Linked DNA regions of Sus scrofa: region 2 is linked to region 1. A link is a contact called in public HiChIP or PLAC-seq data. All regions are on one chromosome and are shown on one strand. Each heading gives the region's core, a stretch centred on a gene start, on an enhancer-like site or on the middle of the called end of the contact. The rest is flanking DNA. Distances are from core to core; before and after follow the strand shown. Region 1 holds the start of DEPDC1B (DEP domain-containing protein 1B). Region 2 holds the start of ELOVL7 (elongation of very long chain fatty acids protein 7).

Evidence for each region. HiChIP or PLAC-seq counts read pairs in DNA pulled down with a chosen protein or histone mark.
Region 2: an H3K27ac HiChIP or PLAC-seq map of alveolar macrophages shows a contact between it and region 1. The contact joins the promoter of ELOVL7 here to the promoter of DEPDC1B in region 1. A contact is called at or near these places in 1 of 5 promoter capture datasets (liver), 8 of 47 Hi-C or Micro-C datasets (blood, embryonic fibroblasts, fetal heart ventricle and 4 more) and 1 of 2 datasets of contacts at active chromatin or transcription factors (alveolar macrophages).

What each region holds. Positions count from the first base shown.
Region 1 is chr16:39,555,579-39,560,731 of Sscrofa11.1, forward strand. DEPDC1B (DEP domain-containing protein 1B) reads right to left here and starts at 3,167. Exons shown (of 11, transcript XM_003133987.6): 1 at 2,153-3,167. The coding sequence starts at 2,407.
Region 2 is chr16:39,677,918-39,683,070 of Sscrofa11.1, forward strand. It overlaps ELOVL7 (elongation of very long chain fatty acids protein 7), which reads right to left and starts at 2,356. Exons shown (of 8, transcript XM_021077108.1): 1 at 2,144-2,356.

The DNA.
Region 1 (5,153 bases), core at 1,917-4,416:
ATGGGAGAAGAGGGAAAGGATAAACGAGGAAGAAAAAGGAGGAAAAGCCAATGGGGTAGATAAGTAAAGAGGACCCATCACAAGCTTTATGATTTACCTGATAAAAGCTTCAAAACACAATTGAATTATGCTTGGGGAAACATTTTACAATGGGGCAAAAGCACTTGTAATTACTAGGGAGATCACTGATAAATCTCACTTTAAAGTAATTTTCAGCCGTGCCTGTGGCCCTAAAGAAAAAAACAAATAAATAAGTAAAGCAATTCTCACTTTAAAAAAAAAAAAAAAAAACTATTGTTTTCCATGTTTTCAAATATCTTAGTTGAAGATCAAGATTCTCGAAAAAATGTTGAGAACTGAATTGACAAGTAGAAATTATGGTGAAACTGAGATGTTTTTATTCATTATTCACATAATTTAATTTTCTCCTTAACTTCAGTAGTCTTGGCTAAATTTGACTTGAATATCACTTAAGGACTGAAGACTTTTGAAGAACAAAGTACTTTTTTCGTAAATTCCTTTGATAATATTTTAATGTGATTCAGAATCAAGAATATCTTTCATGGGAGTTCCCATTGTAGCGCAAAGGAAACGAATCCGACTAATATCCATGGGTTCAATCCTTGGCCTCATTCGGTGGGTCAGGGATCCCACATTGCTGTGGCTGTGGTGTAGTCCCACAGCTATAGCTCCAAATCGACCCCTAGTCAGAGAACTTTCATATGCCATGGGTCCAGCCCTAAAAAGACAAAAAAAAAAAAAAAAAAAAAAGTCTTTCACGACTTCCTGCTGTGGTTCAGCGATTAACGAATCTGACTAGCATCCATGAGGACGCAGGTTTGATCCTGGCCTATCTCAGTGGGTTAAGGATCTGGCATTGCCGTGAGCTGTAGGATAGGTCTCAGACTCGGCTCAGATCCTGCCTTGCTGTGGCTGCAGATAGGCCAGCAGCTACAGCTCCAATTTGACCCCTAGCCTGAGAACCTCCATATGTTGAGGGTGAGGCCCTAAAAAGCAAAATAAATACATAAATAAATCAATAAATAAATACCATAAATAAGAAACACTATTAAAAAAAAAGAAGAAAAAACTGTTCACTCCCTGCAACCACCATCCATACCTTTTAGACAACAGCCCCAAGGAAAACCTGAATTTAGGTGTTGAAATTTTTTTTTAATGAATGAATCATTATGGGTGTCTGTAGCAGAATGTTTGCAAAGAGTGCAAAAACTCCTCCTATCCTGTTCTCACTCTTTCTGGAAATCCACTAGGCTGCATAGAACAATGAGCCTAATTCCAAAGTCAGCTGTCGCCAGAAGAGGTGAAGACCAAGGAGAGCAGTCCCTTCCTCCCAAATCACCATTAAGCTTTCACAGAAAGTCATCTGTAACCAGCCAGGGACATTATCAAATTATCACCACTTATTCCACCACGTAATCCGTTGAAACGGAAATCGCTAAAATCACAAAAGCTCCAGGTCACAAAGATAGGAAGTATGCCTCAGAACTGTGATTACCAAATATCTTCACCCAGGAAAAAAGGCAGCAACCATGGCCATCAGGGTCAGCAAAGGCTCTTTAAAACCACCAGTCCGGGGCCACACCCCTCTTTAAGGTGGGTGCTGACAAAAACAGAAACGTCAGGAGCCGGAAACTGCCAGGGCGATTCTCTTATATTGTGGGCACCGTTAGAACCTCAAGTGTCACCACAATTGGCACTCAGGACGGATACACGCCCTGCCAGGACTTCAGCGAAGGGTGAGAGTTACAGGAGGTGGGTGGCCCTAAAGTCACGGACTGGGCCTTTCCTCTCCCAGCTGGAGGCGCTGGACTCCGGAGGGCAAGGAGAAGGGAGCGGGAGTGTCACCCTTGTTTTCCCGGAGCTTTAAATTGGGAGAAGCCGTTGATTGGCGACAACCCAGCCAATTTCTCGGGATTAAAGCTGCCCCCTCCCCCCGACAGGAGGGGGCCGGCTGGTTAGCCTTTCTTTGGGCATCTGCCAGGAACACCGCCGCGGACCTGAAACACCTCCGCCCCCAGACCTAGGTAGGCCTGGCCTGCCCTGAAGAAGCTAGGACTGAGTACGCGGTTGGCAGTCAGGCCAGAGATCGCGGAGCCGGAGGCTCCGCCCAGACTCCCGCACGTATACTCACCAGCTTGGTGGCCCGGTATGGCCCAGGCCCCACGATGCGGTGCTCCATGGCCCTCATGCAGCCGGGGCTGCAGCCGCACCAAGTGGAATCCCCGAAAGCCCCAGGCGCCGCAGTTTGAATCCTGAGCGTGCGCGCTTCGGGCGCTGATTGGGCGGCGCGGCGGCACGTGACGGGAACTGAGGGGCGGGACCGCCGGTAACCCAGGGAGCGGGAGGTGGGCGTCTCCTCGGAGACCTCCCGCAGGCTTGCGATCATTAGGCTCACAGCTACAGTGGAGGAGCCCCCGCACCCAGTCGCAGGCAGTCTCCGCACGAAGGATCGATGGACCTGTGTAATTCAGTGACCGAAGCCGAGCCGCACTGAATAGATAAATTCCTGTCCACCCTTCCAAGTGCACCGTGAACCTGGCGGTGCAACTGAGATTGGGAGAAGCAGGTGGTGAAATGAGGCGAGTGGACAGACTCTTCAAATGGAGGAACGCTTGAAAAAGCTAGATAAGAGCACTTGGCCACAGGGAGTGTCGACAGCGAATTAGAACACTAAAGAGCTGGGAAAGAGCCCGATTCAGCTTCCTGTGTAGTTTTTTGTTGTTGTTGTTGTTGTTTGTTTTTTGTGTGTTTTTTGTGGGGTTTTTTGTTTTTTGTTTTTTTTTTTTTTTTTTTGGTAGACTCATCTTTCCCTGGAATTTTTCTTTGTTTTTTTGGACTGGACTGAAATTTTCAGTCTTTTGCCACAGGGCTGTGAGCCTTTTTTTTTTGCTGCTTAGAATTTTCCCGCTAGGAATTGATTGTCTAATTTGCAATTGTTTAAAGGGACAAATGAAGTCACCACTCTATACCTACTACTAGAGTTCAAAATTCAAATCTGGTCACCTGAGCGAGTATTCAGGATGCAATATCATGAGAAAGAGCAAAGGATCAGACTCCCACCCTCTGTTAATACTCTTCCTCCCTTTGCTGCTTTAGGTATGTCCTCAGCTGCATTTTAGAAAGCCCTCAAAATTCCTGAGATGATACATATATATTACTTTTGTAATCAGAAAAGGCAATACAGGAGTTCCCATCTTCCACGTGGCTCAGAGGAAACAAATCTAGCAGCCATGAGGACACAAATTCCATCCCTGACCTCCATCAGTGGGTTAAGGATCCTGAGATGCCCTGAGCTGTGGTGTAGGTCAAAGATGCTGTCAGATCCCCTGTTTCAGTGGCTCTGGTGTAGGCCAGCAGCTGTAGCTCCAATTGGGCACCTAGCCTGGGAACCTCTATATGCCATGGGTGTGGCCCTAGAAAGACAAAATGACAAGAAAGGAAGGAAGGAAGGGGAGTTCCCGTTGTGACTCAGTGGTTAACGAATCCAACTAGAACCATGAGGTTGTGGGTTCAATCCCTGGCCTCGCTCAGTGGGTTAAGGATCTGGTGTTGCTGTGAGCTGTGGTGTAGGTCTTAGACATGGCTCTGATCTGGAGTTGCTGTGGCTGTGGCTTAGGCCAGCAGATGTAGCTCCAATTAGACCCCTAGCATGGGAACCTCCATATGCCATGGGCGCGGCCCTAGAAAAGACAAAAAAAAAAAAAAAAAAGGAGGGAAGAAAACATTATGCCCTGCTTCCTGAGCATTTTCTGAAGAGTCTGTCATGAACCGTAGACAATAAATATAATTCCTTTTACTGGAAAGGCATATCTCCCAATAATCCACATATCAGAGGCCACTGAGACAGTCTTTGTGAATGTAGTTTAAACTGGGCAGCTGATCATCTACCAGCTTTTCAGCATCACATAAAAATAACTGAGAAATTTCTCACCCTCTCTCTGCCCTAAAATATCAGTGCTTTCTGTCTCTTGCCCTAGGCAACATGATGATCCTCTTTGGGTTCTCACCTCACAGTCTTTGCTGGCTTCCCCCGCCAGGAACATTCTTGCCCCAGTACTTTGCAAGGCCGTCTCTCACCATTCAGGTCTCAAATCATATGCTGCCAACTTTAGAAAAGCCTTCCTCGACCTTCCTGTATAGAAAAGCCACACACACACACACACACACACACACACACACTCACACACTCTTGCACCATTTTATTTCCTTCTGAGCACTTAAATATATTTACTTATTTTTTTTATCTTCTACCTCTAGGATAATGGTTATCAAATGAAGGAGCTCCAGCTTCTGGGAGCATTTGGGGCATTTGTTAGGTTTTCTGGTTTTCAAAAAGAGAGGAGGGCCACACTGGTATTTTGGGGGTAGAGACTAGGGGAGAGATATCCTCTGATTCTTAAGTCAGGGCACACAACCTACAATTGGCCCATGTTCTGTGTGATTTTTAGTGTCCATTGGATACTCAGGTAAGTGAAAAACCTGTTTGTAATTATCTGAGCCTAGAACCTAACTCTGTTTTACGTGTAAAATAAAGAATAGTTTGAGCCAGGAGTTCCTGTTGTGGCTCAGTGGTTGACAAAACTGACTAGTATCCATGAGGACGCAGGTTCGATCCCTGGCCTTAATCAGTGGGTTAGGATCCAGTGTTGCCCTGAGTTGTGGTGTAGGTCACAGACTAGGCTCAGATCCTGAGTTGCTGTGGCTGTGGTGTAGGCTAGCAGCTAAAGCTCCAATTTGACCCCTAGCCTGGGAACCTCCATATGCAACGGGGTGTGGCCCTAAAAAGACAAAAGACAAAAAAGAAAAAAAAAAAAAAAAAAAAGAATAGTTTGGGCCAGTTTGAATGCACACTGAAGTTTCCAGGAATATCATACTCTGTCTCGTTTGGGACTGTACTAAAAGTTTTTCACCATGTCACAAGATCATCAATGATGGCAGTGCAGTTTGTGATGTTTAAAACATATTTGGGTCATTCTGTATCTGTAACTGCTCAGTTCATGGAAATTATAAATAAAGATGCTATATACTTACTTAGTCCTTATTTCAAAATACCAAATATAAGGGAAAATTACAACAATATTTAGTTGGCTTTATCTTTACTTCTCTTTAAGCCAAATTAATTTTTATAAGAA
Region 2 (5,153 bases), core at 1,106-3,605, 120 kb after region 1:
CAGTGTAAACTCCCTAACCTCCTCTAAAACTTGGCTTAAAATTTTCAGAAAGTTTTCCAGCATCATTCAACCCACTCCATTTGTGCTCCCTTAATTCATTTTGCACCATATTCTGCAAACACACATCAAGCAACTATTAATCATAAGGCGCAAAGAGTCACTTTCCTAAGTTGTTTACAACCTTTCTGTGAACACCAAACATTTAGGAAAGAAGTCAACCAACAGTAAAGTAATGATATAAGTGTTAAGTGAATGTTCAGAAGTGGGGAAGAGGGAGACTGAGTAAGAGAAGAAGGTGAAGGGGGTAAGATTGACAAAGGCTAGAAGGAAGAGACAAAGTAAAAGTTTAATAGAGATTTCAAGACTGAGAGAAACGTGAAGCTGAGTTGTGCACCTGGGTGCCTAGTCTAAAGGGAGGGAGGCTGACATAAATGATCTTAACTAGAAATGCTTTGGGACAAGTTCAAATGGAAAGTTTTGCTATGCACTAACAGACACTACATGCTACACTAAAAGTGAAGAAGATACATGGAAAGTAGCAGCCATAACAGAAGTAACAAAGTTCTGTGTGAAAACAAACAAAACACACAAACAAAAAACTAAATGAGTACAAAGTTATAGAAGAAGGGAAAGAGGGACCTTGAGAATGGGAGCCTGGTCGGTGAAGCATGAAACAGCACAGGACTCTGGGAAAGTAAGGAGGAAGAAAGGAACTCCAGGTGAGGCAGTAAACACAGTGGTCAACAGCCCCAGTGCTAGACCAGAACTCCCTGAGTTGCAATCCCCTTCAGCTATTAGTGTCTCTTGGGCAAGTTCCTGTGTCTCAAGCTTCCTCATCTGTAAAATGAGGATAATGTTATCATTTATCCCATAGGATTGCTGCAAGGATTAAAAGAGTTGATACAAGTTCACTGATGCAAGAACAGTGCCCGGCAGGGAAGCACTCGATAAAGGCCTGCCACTGCGGGGAGAAGATTTAACTTTTAGTGACCTTGATGGGGCAACAATTTCTGGCCAGCAGTAGGAGCAGAAACTACAAAGTAAGAGAATTAACAAGTAAGTGATTGATAAGAAGGCAGAGGCAACCACAAAGTATATTCACGACTCTTTCACAGCAGTTAAAAGCGAGGAGTCCATAAAGAGTAACCTGCGAGTATAGGGTTAAGTGAAAACGCTTTTCGAGGGGATATCTTAGCAAGAGGAAAAAGGCTTGGCTCGCCAAAACTATTCTTCAGTCGGTGTGGGACTTGTTTTCCCAACCACACAGCGAGCTGGACAGAGTAGACACCAAATCCTTCCTGTCCCAGCTTCCCCCCCAGGGAGCACGAAAGAGCGCTCTCTCGGCATCCGGTAAGTTTGAATCAGCGCTGGCTGATTAGGGGGTAAGGCCCATTTCCTAACCACCGATACCTTGGGAGATGAAACAACAGGCTTTCCGATTTCCATCTCCGGCACGACCTGCTCTACCGCTCTGTACTCATCACTCTCAAGCGGCCGCCGCCGGGACAGGATGCAGTTCGAGAAGCCAGAGACAGCGCCCCGCTGCAAGAGCAGCGCCCCAAGTTCATTCCAGCCTTGAGGACACAAAAGCGCCCCAGAAAAAAAAGTAACAGAAAGAAAGGGGCTTGGGGATTTGGAGGGATGGCGAGCGAGGCCAGATCCCAGAGCTGGGAAAGTGACCCCGACGGTCAAGGTCGAGCAGGTCCCTCTCTCAGTCCCACAGGCGAGCACCTTTGCCCTCCCACCCGGAACAGCAGGGCCGCATCCCAAGGGAGCGCTCGCTGGAGGCTCAAAGCCCCGGGGCGGCTGGGACCGCCGTCCCCTTGGGATGCTGGGATCCGCGGGGTCTCCCCCGGAGGGCGCAGGTGAGCGCGGCGGCCCCGCCCTCCAGCGGGAAGGGCCCCAGCCCGGGGAACCCGCAGTCGGTGCGGCGGGCACTTGAGAAGCGCCCCCCAGAGTCCAGACAGGGCCTGGCCGGGCTCTCCAGTCTTCGGGACCCGGATCTCGCTCCTCGCGCGCCGCGCCCGAGTTCTTTTCACCCGGCCACCCCCGAATCCCAGCCCCCGGGGTCTCTCTCCTTCCATCGCCTCTCCGACCCGGAAAAGTTCGGCCCCAAACCACCTACTGGGAGCCCCGTACTCACCCGGCGGAGAGTGGAGCCGAATCCCCGGACACGGGAGCAGAGGGCGGCGGCGGGCTGCGGCGCGAGCTTGGAGCTCCTCACAGCGGCCCCTGCTGCCCCGGCCGCAGACCAAGCTGGAAAAGAGGCGGAGGCCGCCGGGGTGTCACCTGCCCGCTCTCCCACCCCGCCGCGTGACGCCACGCAGCGCCGCCCCCTGCCCGCCCGCCCGCCGCCTCTGCAGCCAGGTACCCGCGAGGGCCGCGGGGAGGAGCCCGCCGCCCGCCGGGAGGGAGCGGCCGGGAAGAGCGCGCGGCCTCGGTTGCCCCACCTCCGCCTAGCTGGAAGCCCTGTGACTCGGTGCGCGGCTGGGACAGGGGACCCAAGACCGATTGGAGAGATCCGTTCTGGCCTCTGGAGTAATTACATTGCCTTCTGAGCACAAATGCTATCACCTCAGGTCATCTCGAGCCTTAACATAGTGTGAAAACTGTCGTCATGCATGACTCAGGATTGAGTTGTAGAAAAATCTGAGGCCGGTGGGGGAGAGCGAGAAAAAAGAGGTTCTTGGTCCTGAAAAGGCTATTCAGAAGGTTAACTCATTATCTAAAATGGAGGTCAGACCCAACAGCGGCTGTAAGCGTAATTTGGATCAGCTCCGTCCTCTGCTTATTAAAAACTGGAGAATTGCCGCAAATATTGCGGAGCGAAGGGGACTTTTAGAGCAATGAAGAGCAAATTGTATATAATCTAAGTTAACTTTTTTGCTCTGGTTAGTAACGGCAGCTGCTGCAGCAAACAAAATCTGGCACGTTGATGTCTCCTTATCCACTCTTGGGCTGAGTTGTGGGGAGGATGAATGTTAGGCGTTATGCGCGCTCCATTATTTTTTAACTGACTTGGCTTTGTGTCTGATCATGATCCTCCAAATCGCTGTCATGTTTTGGAACCCTGGCATCAATAGCTGGAAGACAAAACAAGAGTCCCAAGAAGTTATTTGCCCAGGAGGCAAAAACCAAGAACTAGATTTGAGCTGTTTCTAGAAAAGTGAAAAATAACGTGAGGGGTTGCAATCCCTAACCAGTGCACCTCATTAATGTGACCTGTGACTTTTAAGCCTGGATCAGAACAAAAAGATCCGGATAATCCAGGAGGGAGGGTAAAGAGAACACTTAATGAGCCACAAGCTGTTTTCCTCACATGCAGGTGTTGCTTTCCACCACCTAATTCTAGGTAGTCAACAGAGTTTTTATTTTGTTGTTGCTGTTGTTGCTGTGTTGTGGGCTGCACCCGTGGCATACAAAAGTTCCCAGGCCAGGGACTGACCTCCACCACAGTAGTGACAATGCCTATCCAAAACTGCTAGGCCTCCAAGGAACCAATATGAGATTTTAAATGCTTTACACAAACCTTGGAGAGCCCCCATAGTGGCCACTGAGGAAAAAGCAAAAAACACGAAAGCTTAAATTTAAGAAAATCCCAGCTTGAGGGAAACCAAAGATTTCTCTTTCCTTTTAGATAAACTTTGCTTTCATAATAAAAATTATGTAAATGTATTATTCATTTAGTAGATGTGGAAAACTAGAGACAATTGCTTAACAATATTTGTGTCTGGGAATTCCCATCGTGGCACAGTGGTTAACGAATCTGACTAGGAACCATGAGGTTTTGGGTTCAATCCCTGGCCTTCCTCAGTGGGTTGAGGATCCCGTGTTGCTGTGGCTCTGGCGTAGGCCGGCGGCTATGGCTCTGATTAGACCCCTAGCCTAGGAATCGCTATATGCCAAGGGAGCGGCCCTAGAAAAGGGAAAAACACCAAAAAAAAAAAAAAAAAAAAAAAAAAACAATATTTGTGTCTGCTAATACCTATCTATATGTAGTTGTGAAATTTCAAGTACGAAAGAGGTCTTATGGATTCAGAAGATTATCTCATTATCTAAAATGAAATGGAAGTTAGACCCAACGCCAGCTGGAAGCCGAATTTGGATCAGCTCTGAATGGATTCATTCACCTAACACATATATGTTCTAGGCTCTGAAGATTCAACATATAAAAAAACAACAACAAAAAAAATCCTCTGGGTTTGTTTTTTTTGTTTGTTGTTGTTGTTGTTTTGTCTTTTTTTTAGCACTGCACCTCTGGCATATGGAGGTTCCCAGACTAGGGGTCTAATTGGAGCTGTAGCCGCCAGCCTACGCCACAGCCACAGCAACTTGGGATCCTTAACCCACTGAGCAAGGCCAGGGATCGAACCTGTGTCCTCATGGATGCTAGTCAGGTTCATTTCCACTGAGCCACAAGGGAAACTCCAAAATCCTCTGTTCTTGTGGAGTGTACCTTCCTTCTAGCTGGGGATAACAGATCACAGATGAATAAACAAGTAAAATACAAGTGTTCATGTTGTGATAAGAACTATGAAGATAAAGAAGTGGAAGGAATGGGGCTTTTGGAGATGGGGAGCTGCAATATTAAAGTAGCATTTGTGCCAAAATTGTAAAACAATGAAGTGGCAAGCCTATGTGTCTCTCTGGGTGACAGCATTCTAGTCAGTGGGAACTGTAAGGTGGAGGGCATAAGCATGCCCTGGATGATCACAGGCACCCAATAGCAAGGAGGCCAGAGTGGTTGAATTGGAAGGAGTGAGGACAGTAGTAATAAGTGAGGTCAGAGAGTTAAGGGAAGCATTTTGGGTACAAAAGTGACATCATTTAACTGAAAAATTAAAAAAAAAAAATACCCTGGCATCTTTCTTAAAAGTAAGATGAGTGTGGAATGGGAAAGGTAGAAGCAGGTAGATGATTAGAAGACTCTTTTTTTTTTTTTTTTTTTTGGTCTTTTTAGGGCCACACCTGGACAAATGCAAGTTTCCAGGCTAGAGCCATAGCCACTGGCTTATGCCACAGCTACAGCCACAGCAACAGCAGGTCTGAGCTGCATCTACACCACATTTCATGCCAACACTGGATCCTTTAACCCACTGAGCAAGGCCAGGGATCAAAGGATTGAAACCATGTCCTCCTGGATACTAGTTGGG